2 separate regions of the Zea mays genome follow, and region 2 is linked to region 1. The links are chromatin contacts, called in public Hi-C maps. All regions are on one chromosome and are shown on one strand. The core of a region is the stretch at or near the end of the contact, and the rest is flanking DNA. Distances in the headings are between cores, read along the strand shown. Region 1 holds the start of LOC100273645 (60S ribosomal protein L13). Region 2 holds the start of LOC541641 (histidine kinase 2).

Region 1 (5,355 bases), core at 2,049-4,548:
CACGTTGTGGCGTCTCAACGGACGAGGGTTGCAATCAACCCCTCTCAAGCGGTCCAAAGACCCACTTGAATACCACGGTGTTTTGCTTGCTTTTTCTCAATCCCGTTTGCGAGGAATCTCCACAACTTGGAGCCTCTCGCCCTTACACTTGAAATTCACAAAGAACACGGAGCAAGGGAGGGATTAGCAACGCACTCAAGACAAGAAATCACAGCAACACCACGCACATAAGTCGCAACGAGAGCTCACAACACAACTCAAGAGTTCACCACTCAACTAGAGCTCTAATTGCTATCGCAAAGAATCAAAGGCGCGGAATCGATGTCTTGGTGCTTAGGAATGTTGTAGGAATGCTTGGTGTACTCCTCCATGCGCCTAGGGGTCCCTTTTATAGCCCCAAGGCAGCTAGGAGCCGTTGAGAGCAATCAAGGAAGGCTGATCTTGCCTTCTGCCGACTGGCGCACCGGACACTGTCCGGTGCCCGATTTCCTTCCAAAAATGGCGCAGTCGACCGTTGGCAGCCTGAGAGCCATTGGCGCACCGGATATGTCCGGTGCACACCGGACAGTCCGGTGCCCCCTTCTAGCCGTTGGCTCGGCCACGTGTCCCGTGCAGATCGCGCGGCCGACCGTTGGCCCTGCCGACCGTTGGCTCACCGGACAGTCCGGTGCACACAGGACAGTGCGGTGAATTATAGCCGTATGTCGACGATGAATTCCCGAGAGCGACGAGTTCGCCTGTGAACGGCCCACCGGACAGTCCGGTGCACCACCGGACAGTCCGGTGAATTATAGCCGTACACCGCCATCGAAGTCCCAAGAGCAGCCACTTCGCTCGAGCCAGCCTGGCGCACCGGACACTGTCTGGTGCACCACCGGACACTGTCCGATGCACCACCGGACAGTCCGGTGCTCCCAGACTCAGCAAAGTCTTGGCTGTTCGAGCCAAGGCATTTTCAATTGGATTTTTCCTGTTTCCAGCACTTAGACACAATACATTAGTCCATAAAACAATGTACTAAGTCTGAGAAACATACCTTTATCCTTGATTTGTACTTTGTCCATCTTTTACACTTAGGCACTTGTGTTGGACACTAAATCACCAAAATACTTAGAAATGGCCCAAGGGCACATTTCCCTTTCAGTTGCGAGCTCTTGTTGCGACTTGTGTGTGTGTTGATACTTTGATTCTTGTGTCTTGTGTGCGTTGCTAATCCTCCCTTGCTCTGTGTTTCTTTGTGAATTTCAAGTGTAAGGGCGAGAAGCTCCAAGTTGTGGAGATTCCTCGCAAACGGGATAAAGAAAAGCAAGCAAAACACTGTGGTATTCAAGTGGGTCTTTGGACCGCTTGAGAGGGGTTGATTGCAACCCTCGTCCGTTGGGACGCCACAACGTGGAGTAGACAAGCGTTGGTCTTGGCCGAACCACGGGATAACCACCGTGCCATCTCTGTGTTTTGATCTGTTGTGGTTATTGCGTTTTGACTTCTCTCTAGCCACTTGGCAATTATTGTGCTAACACTTAACCAAGTTTTTGTGGCTTAAGTTTTAAGTTTTACAGGATCACCTATTCACCTCCCCCTCTAGGTGCTCTCACTTACCGATAGTGGTGGAGGACACATTAAAATTAAGATGTTGCTGACATAACGGCGAAATAAAATTTACTATTACCTTATTCCAGAGTCATCATGATCATAATCCATTTATAACTAAATGTTGTATAGCGAATGAATCTGAAAAAAGAGAAATGTGTTATTAATAGCAAATTGAGGTAAAATTTGTTAAACAATTGAAATAAGAATATACATTTCCACGGATTCATTTTTAAATAAGAGAAATGTGTTATTAATAGCAAATTGAGGTAAAATTTGTTAAACAATTGAAAAAAGAGACATGGAGGGCGATGTAGGAGAAGAGGCGATGAGATACGATGTACCACATCACCATGTCCACGACGGAAGCCAATACTTGTTGTTGGGTTGTTGCAGCGCGGGGCGGATCTGCGAGGAGGAGCTCGGGCGGCACGATGGCTCGCGGGGAGCACCTCATCTTGCCGGCTGTCAAGGAGCTGTGGTGGAGCTCGCCTGGCTAGGCAGACAGGCGACCTGGGACTAGGAGGCGTCGTCGAAGCCGAGTCGGCCTAGGCGTGGGTGGTCCGGAGCTCGAGCTCGGTGAAACAGGGAGATTGGAGTTGGCACCTGGTGGAACAGGGACATGACAACGACAGACGACCGACAGAGCTTAGATGCTGGCGTCGACGGTCGAAAGCGGGTGCGTTATGCGTGCATCGGTCTTGCCCAAATAGTAGGGTTAGGACTTAGAAATTAGTTTTTTTTACTGTGGGTCTCTAGTTGGGCTGGGACAAGGTGTTGCTCGAGCAACGCCTCCGCTCTTGCTTACCGGCAAATGCATCTTCAAGAGATGAGACCATACTTTTGCTCAGTAATTTTAAGAACGGGTTTGGTGACCAGAGAATTGAAGAGGATTCATGTGGAAGAATCCTCTTGCACACCATACAAAGCCCTGTCACGCCATGAAAGGGAAAATATGCACCAACAAACAACCCGTACATATACAATAGCGGTCCTAATCCACAACAACAAAGAATACTACCTCCTTTTACAAATATATGATAATATTGACCTTTTTTCTAAAAAAACTTTCACCACTCATCTTATTCAAAATATTTATTCAAAAATGTAACATTTTAAGTCATGTTCAAATGACCTCCAATGATAAAAATAAATTATAAAAAAATAAACAACAACTCACGATTTTTTTAAATAAGATAAGTAATTAAAGTTTTTTAAAGTCAACGACAAAATATATTTGTGAACTCATGGACTATATTTCAACTCGATAGTCGGCCATTGTTTGTTTTCGGTCACGTAATTCTAAAACCGTATATATTTTGTTCATCAAACTTTTAACACATGAAAGTTTACCCTTCGAGTAGGTAAATTTAAGATGGTTTTATGTTTATAAAAAAGTAAAAGACCATTTAAAAATCATATTTATTTATGTTTAAATCAGAAAACACGACAATTTTCTCCCTAAATATGAAACGTGCACCTACGGCCCAAACAGCATGGAACGGAACGGGGACGTAGAGGCCCACCTCATGGAAATATTTTCACTTGTCCATTAGAAAGGCCCGATGAGATCCGCCCACTCAACGGCCCATCAATTCCGTCACCAGAATGGTGAGATCTCGGCCGTCCAAGCTAGGGCTCGCGCCTCCTCTCCTCCGACCCCTATAAGCACCCAACCCTAGCGCAAAACCCCGCCTCCGCTGGACACCCCGCTCCGCCTCCACTCCTCGCGCCGCTGCCGCATCTCCTCTACAGGTAAGACCTTTTGCTCGTCGGCTTCCTACCTCCTGGGCTTCGTTCTGTGCTGCGTGTGGGTTCGTTGCCCGTCTGATCTCGGTTGTTAATCGACTGCTTAGCCGTGGCCTGTGGGATGCGCACGCGGATCTTGCTGCGCGACGGCTCTGGGTTCCTCTTGATCCGTTTCCTAGCGCTGACCATAGGATCTGGTGTGCTCTCGATGCGTTTGTGTGCATTGGTGTTGCAACTTGCTCGAGGCGCTGCTAACGAGAGCATAGGGTGGAGCTGGCGGCAGCTCGTTGATTCTTGTTCCCGTGGTGTGCTCGTTGCTCGTCTCTGCTGATGCCGTCACTGTTGCGTTGTTGATGTGTACAGGTAAGAAGGAGAGAAAGAGGGCGAAATGGTGAAGCACAACAACGTCATCCCCAACGGGCACTTCAAGAAGCACTGGCAGAACTATGTCAAGACATGGTTCAACCAGCCCGCCCGCAAGCAGAGGCGCCGCATCGGTGAGCTCATCGCCATTTTTTAGCCTACCTACAACATTTCGCGTGCTTGTTGAATTCAAACTAGCTAATAAACAGGTCACTTGTCCTGCCCATTGCAATTGCCTCATCCCCATCGATAATGAACCAGTGCAAGGTTTAGTTTGTTGCAATCTAGTATGTTTGGTTTCGTATTGGCTTGCTAAATAAGTTAGTTTTAACACTAGTTTGTTCATCCTTTAAACTGTAACACCAGTTGGCTGTTCCTTGTTTGTACCATGACACCACCTAGTATTCAGGCCTGGCGGCCTGCACTAGCTAAGCCTGGATAGCTCCCAAGCCACCACCTACCGGGTGTCCGGGTGAATATGCTAATCGGGTTTGCTATGCTTGTATCTGATTTGCAGTGCATTGTTTTCCCTTTATGCTATCGATGAAGTAACCAAACTAAAAGTTCACTTGCTTTACTCAACAATTGCTTTCATTGATTTACTTGTTATGTATGATTTCCCCCCTATTGCACCTGCTGACAAGCGTATAATTTACCCTGCTATGTTCTCTGTGCAGCACGTCAAAAGAAGGCTGTGAAGATATTCCCACGACCAACTGCTGGCCCTCTTCGTCCCATTGTTCAATGCCAGACTCTCAAGTACAACATGAAGTCAAGGGCTGGGAGAGGCTTTACCCTTGAGGAGTTGAAGGTGATGCATTGTTTGCTCTTGAGCCATGTTTGTTTTGTTGTTCTCATATCAAATGAATTGCTGTTGTATGTATGCCACATGCTATTTTTGTGTGAACCGCTGTATAGAGGCTGATATGCTGTCTTTTGCATGACCACAAATTTTCTAATGTTTATAAATTTTGCTATCTCATGGTGTTTAATTTTTGCTGTTCCTTTTCTACTTGTTGAATTACCTTGTGTTATCTTGATATTAGAAGTAACTATGTTGATTGCAGGCTGCGGGCATTCCAAAAAGGCTTGCTCCAACCATTGGCATTTCTGTGGATCACCGCCGCAAGAACAAATCCCTTGAGGGGCTGCAGGCCAATGTCCAGAGGCTTAAGACATACAAGGCCAAGCTGGTTATCTTCCCAAGGCGTGCTCGCAAGGTCAAGGTATGAGTAGTCATCTTTTCCTGAACAATTAAGTATCTCTTGAAGGCATTGTCTCTGGCTGCTTTGATCTCAAAATCCCTTATCACCTACTTTTGTTGCAGGCTGGTGACTCTACTCTGGAGGAGCTTACCACTGCTACCCAGGTACAGGGTGACTACATGCCAATTACTCGCGGTGAGAAGCGCTCTGTAGAGGTTGTGAAGGTCACAGATGAGATGAAGGCGTTTGCGGCCTATGGCAAGCTCCGCCTTGAGCGGATGAACAAGAAGCACCTCGGTGCCCGCCAGAAGAAGGCAGCTGAGGCAGAGAAGGAAGACAAGAAGTGAAGCAGCCAAACTTTGTAGCCTGTTTTGTTCTGTTCAGTCATAGCGAGATGCTACTTCCATCAAGTGCTTGTTCCAAGTTTTTTTTGGGTGCTGGAAATAGA
Region 2 (5,355 bases), core at 2,033-4,532, 330 kb before region 1:
TGATTTGCCTTATTCTTCCAGGATCGCCAATTAGTGTTTGTGGAACTTGATCAGAAACAAACACTGCCAACTGCTCCCATTGAGCGTCATAGTAAGGAATAACCAAAATAAAGTCAGTGCATTTATAATAAAATACAGTAAAACTGAGGGCGTGACAGCAAGGCTGCAATCTTTGATTACCTCCAGTCCTTTCTCCTGTGCTTTCCCACAGAAGAGAGACAAAATGTCATCACAAACTGTTCTAAGATCAAAGGGTACCACCTCAAGCTCAAGTTTACCAGACTCGATCTTTGCCTGATCAAGAACCTCATTGATGAGGGATACCAGAGTTTTGCCACTGGCTTGTGCGGTTCTAACATAGTCTTGTTGTGTTGTGTCCAAATCAGTATCCATGAGCATTTGGAGCATCCCTGCAAAAATTGGAAACATTCATATCTCCTTTCGCCCTAATTAACAATGAAAATTATTGTACAATTTAGATACATTAGAACCTCACCTAGGACACCATTCATTGGAGTTCTGATCTCATGAGAAACAGTAGCCAAGAACTGCATGCAAAAACAGCATTGAATTAATAAGGTGCCATTTTTGGTCCCTCGAAAAAGAGAGAAAAGAACAAGCCTTTGGCCTCCAAGAGAAACAGTAACACAAACACGCATAGTTTGCAGCGAACTAATCACCTGTGACTTGGCAATATCTGCATCCTCTGCGCGCTTCTTGAGCAAACTCATCTCCTGAAAGTCATCTTCAACTCTGGCAATCCGTTTTGCGGTAGCATGAACTATGTATCCAATCAGTAAAGCAATCACTAGAGTTCCAATTGATGTCGTTATTGCCATCCAAGGCCAAGGTGGGCTCTGAATGAACCTATTAAAGAGAAACAGATGAGACACAGAGCTTTACAATGAATAGACTACAAGGACAACACATTTTAGTTACGGGTTTCTTAGAAGAGGAAATAAATCACCTGCAGTGCATCACATGCTTCCTTGAAGGGTCACCGAAGTTCAGTGTGCTGACCTGGCACATGCCACTGCCTGTATCATTCGAACCATACATACTGATTGGTCTCTCATTAGTAGTATCGTAAACGTTCACCATGATGGATTGCTTGCCCGCGAGCTGGTGAAGCAACTTATCAACAAGAGCTTCAATATCAAATATGCCACCTAAATAGCTGTTTGCAAAAAGAAAAAGAAAGGGCCAGCGGTTATTCAGTTGCACCATTCCTTACTGGAAATAGGAGGTCGGGCTCATGAAGAGCTTACCCTATAGCAGCCTGAATGCGCTCCTGTGGCCTGGCATTTGCAGGAAGCTCATACTTGTACACAGCATAGGTGAAGATCACTCCAAGGCGATTATTGAGCAGCTTGAAAGGAGCAGTAAGAACACCCTTCCCAGATTCTCTAGCTCGGAGTACGTTGTCCCGGTCATCCTGTAAGAGCAGAAGAGGCGTAGGAGATTAGTGGATGGATAACCCCTGTTGCCCATGACATGATTTTTTTTGGTTTACCATGAGTAATTGAACCCCGGATTAAAAAGAAAGGGCAAAAAAAATCCGATGTGAAAAAGGGGTAGCAACAGATTATGACTGGTGAGCACATGGTGAACACCAAAGACTGCAGCTTTTTTTACGGCTGTGGTCCTGCTCTGTAAAAAAGATGAAGAAATCTTGCGAGGAGAAGGTAGGGGGCTGGGGGCAGGGCGAGTGCTCACGGCGCCGGATAGCAAGTCGAAGGAGATGACGTGCTTGTAGGCGTCCTGCGCGAAGATTACGGGAGCATACTCCTCCGCCGGCTCCCGCACCTCGGCGTCCTCGGCGTTCCCGGGTCCCTGCGACTGATTCTTGGTCTTGGAGGAGTACATCTTCTTGATGCTCCATCCCTGCTGGCGCTCAAACTGCTCCCGCTCGGCGTGCGTGACCCGCACCCCGTACGCGACCCCGCTCGTCAGCGGCCGCTCGAACGCCGTCCTCTCCGCATACCTCGCGAACGTTTTCTGCAGCAACGGTCAGATGGATTTCGTCACGCCCGGGAGAAGAAATCTTGCTTAGCCTTAGATTGAGGTGAAGGAACACTCCCTAGGATAGCAGCACAGCAGGGTACCTACCTGGTCGATGGCGGAGGGTGTCTTGGAGTGGTGGAAGGTGGAGACGAGGATGGCGAGCGCCTGGAGGTGGTTCATGCTGACGTTAAATTGGTCCTGGAGCATGCGCGCGCGCTCGTCGCACATGCTGGCGAGAGACTCCCGGCGCTTGCCGACGGCCTGGTAGCTCATGCAAAGGTAGATGAGGGAGGCGACGAGGACCCAAGAGCTGACCCAGAGCGGGATGAGCCAGCTGGAGCTGTCCCGCACCTTGCGCATCCGGTAGTTAGTGAAGAGGTGCGTCCGCAGCGTCCTGGCCGACAGCTTCTCCGGCAGGCGGAGCGGCGGCAGGAGGACGCGCATCCGATCGAGGCTCAGGAAGCCGAGCCCGGGAGCGCCGCCCTTCTCCCCCATCCCGGCTCCACCGCTCCTCCCGCGCGCCGTAACGGTCATTCCCCTTTCCCTTTCCTCGCGGGTCGGGGAGCTAGCGCTACATCTCCTTCCGGACGCCGGCGGCGGCGCGGCGGCTGATGCTGCTTCTCCGGCGGCCGAGGCCCGCGGCGCGCATGCTCCGGCGGGCGTCCGCGTGATCGACGGACCGATCGGGGGAGACACGGGGCGGGTGCGACGACAGGGGGCGGAAGGGGCCGGAACGCGGGGAGCTAATTTATGGAGGCCGCCGTGCTGTAGCAGCCGCCCACCCGCCCACTGTTGGCTCCAATTGAATGCCCCCGAGGGAGCAGGCACGTCCGCAAGGGGCAGGCTTTCTTTCCTCCACCCCCGCCCCTCTCTCTTTCTCCCTCTCTTCCCCCTTCCTCTTGATTTCTCGCCGCACAGGCTTGATTTCTCCAGGAAGGAAGCAGCGGCAAATCTTGGGAGCCGCTGGTTTGACCAGACACCAGAGGACGGGAGGGGAGCAGGGCGGCTGAGGAGAGAGGATACGAATACGAAACGACTAGCGAGTAGAAGCACGGGACGGACGGGAATAGCAACAGCAACAGCGAGCGGACAGAGGATGGTATTGGTGCCGGCGGGAGACGAGGAGATTGGGGGAGAAAAGCGACCAAGCAGGTGAGGTGCGACGAGACGAGAGGGTGGAGGGGAGGAGACTGGGGAGAAAAGCGACCAAGCTGCAGGCGGGGTGAGACGAGAGGGTGAAGTGGGGGCAGAACAGAGCAGAGCAGAGCAGCACTGCAGCTGCTGCGGTAGGGGCGCTCTCTCGGCTGGTCGAGGGGAGAAGAGGGATTGGGGCACGGAGGAAGAAGGGAAAGGAGAGGTGGCACCAGTCACAACAGTAGGAGAGGCCAGCAAGCCGTTTGTCATCGTCGATAGGGAGTTTTCGTATCTCTATTTTACGGTGGCAGGTGTAAATTTGCTACAGATAGTATTAACTGCTCTATGCTCTATAATTTTACTGTTTCGCTGATGTGTCACGCCAAATGAATACACCACATAGATCCTATTTCGAATGGAGGGATATGTAAAAAATCAGCTTTACCTTCAATCATATCTCTTTGCTAATCATTGCCAGTGGGGCAATAATGACAAAGTTGTAGACCGGTTACTATTTACCATAGCAAATTTTAGTTCTCATAATAAAACTACCAGACATAGACAAGTTGTTGGATTAGCTTTAATCTAAAACGGTTTTTACTGTATTTTATATTTGTGTATTACACCTGCAGCGGTATGAATATCTAGCTTTAATCCGAAGCGAAGAGACTGAGAAATGATGTCTATATCAATATCAAATAGTTAAATATTTCACATGCAGGTGGCAATCTCATCTTCCCCGGACCTACTCTTCTATGGGCCTTCCCCTTATTAGATTATCTTCAGTAGTCTCCTTACAACATTCCGTGTTTCATATTTGATACTGTAAACAGTACATACTATAGTAAAAATTGTGTTTTACACGTCCATATACACACTTAGCTGTAGATAGCTTTATGGTTAGAGCAAGGTTAATAATATAGCTTATAATAGGGGTTATAATGTTGTCATGTCATGTACTATTAGCTAAAAGTCTAGTCAATAAGTTATATGTTTAATACTTGGTTCATCTCTTACTCTCACAAATTATGTTGAAGACTGTGTTTAGCCCGCTTTCAGCTGGCTATTATGATCAGCATGTTCTCTTTCTCTCTTTATTTCTTTTTCTTCCGCATCACCATAAATCTGACATGAGATATCTTACTCCGTCTACATCACCTTATTATACTTGATCTTATGAGCTGATCCTCTCGTCATGTCGTGCACCCCTCACTAACTTGTACTTAATCACCTTCATCACTCCATAGGCCTCGGAGCAAAGGAATAAAAACACATCATTCGATATTCGAAAGAATAACTACACCACAAAATCTCATAAAAAGCCACTAAGAGACTCGGTGCCAGCTTGGGACCCCTAGTGCCTTGAGACGTCCTAGGACAAAACAATCTAAGTCCTTAAGGACCATCGTGCTCGAGTCTCTAATCAGCAAATCAACTCCCTAGGATCCCTCATGCTCCGAGATGCTCATGAGTTTAAGTCCCTAGGGCCCTCGTGTCGTAGGACGTTATGAAGGATACGAGTGCTTAGGGCAGTCTGTCCCCTAGAGCACTTAACATCACTTAGAGGTTCGAGGCCCTCTACTGGCCCTCGAATTCCTATAGTCCCAACCTCTCATTATGAGAGTGGTCGGACCCTGAATTCTATGGTTTGAAGCCCCCGTGGTATACAACTAAGTGTAATCCTGTCAAAAGACTGAAGGATGTGTTTGATTTCACTAGATTCACTTGGATATTCTTTCTTCATGATAAATCAAGTGTATATGAAACCTTCGAGTATTTTGTTAAAAGAGCTCAAAATGAACTTCAGAATAACATAAATAAAGTTAGAAGTGATAATGGTATAGGGTTAAAAATGCAAGAGTTGACAAATATTGTGATGACAAGGATATCAAACTTGAATTTTTAACCGAATATACTTTGGAGCAGAATGGTATAATTGAAAGGAAGAATAAGATTATTATTGATATGGTAAGATATACGCTCTCAGAATACAATGTTTGGATTCATTTTGGGCGAAGTTATCAATATTGTGTAACACCTCTAGACTATCCCTTAGAGTCAATTTGATTTTTTGGCAAGAACCATTAGAGGAGAGATAGTTATTTTCAAAATAGAGTTTGAATTATGTGATGCATTCATCTTGGAGCAAGGATTTTTCTTGTTATAGAATTTCAAAAAGATTTGCTTTGGTGCTCTATTTATTTTTGTGAAGGCTAA

Evidence for each region. A called contact is a pair of places that touch in the nucleus more often than the background predicts.
Region 2: a contact with region 1 is called in a Hi-C map of ear, with 4 times the contacts expected there. The contact joins the promoter of LOC541641 here to the promoter of LOC100273645 in region 1. A contact is called at or near these places in 9 of 25 Hi-C or Micro-C datasets (ear, endosperm, leaf and 3 more).

The regions. Positions count from the first base shown.
Region 1 is chr3:160,751,916-160,757,270 of Zm-B73-REFERENCE-NAM-5.0, reverse strand. It overlaps LOC100273645 (60S ribosomal protein L13), which reads left to right and starts at 3,298. Exons shown (of 5, transcript NM_001161720.1): 1 at 3,298-3,345; 2 at 3,703-3,836; 3 at 4,380-4,513; 4 at 4,770-4,928; 5 at 5,030-5,355. The coding sequence starts at 3,728. The coding sequence ends at 5,254.
Region 2 is chr3:161,079,917-161,085,271 of Zm-B73-REFERENCE-NAM-5.0, reverse strand. It overlaps LOC541641 (histidine kinase 2), which reads right to left and starts at 3,282. Exons shown (of 12, transcript NR_158574.1): 1 at 2,110-3,282; 2 at 1,717-1,998; 3 at 1,269-1,435; 4 at 968-1,177; 5 at 681-867; 6 at 497-548; 7 at 181-410; 8 at 1-70.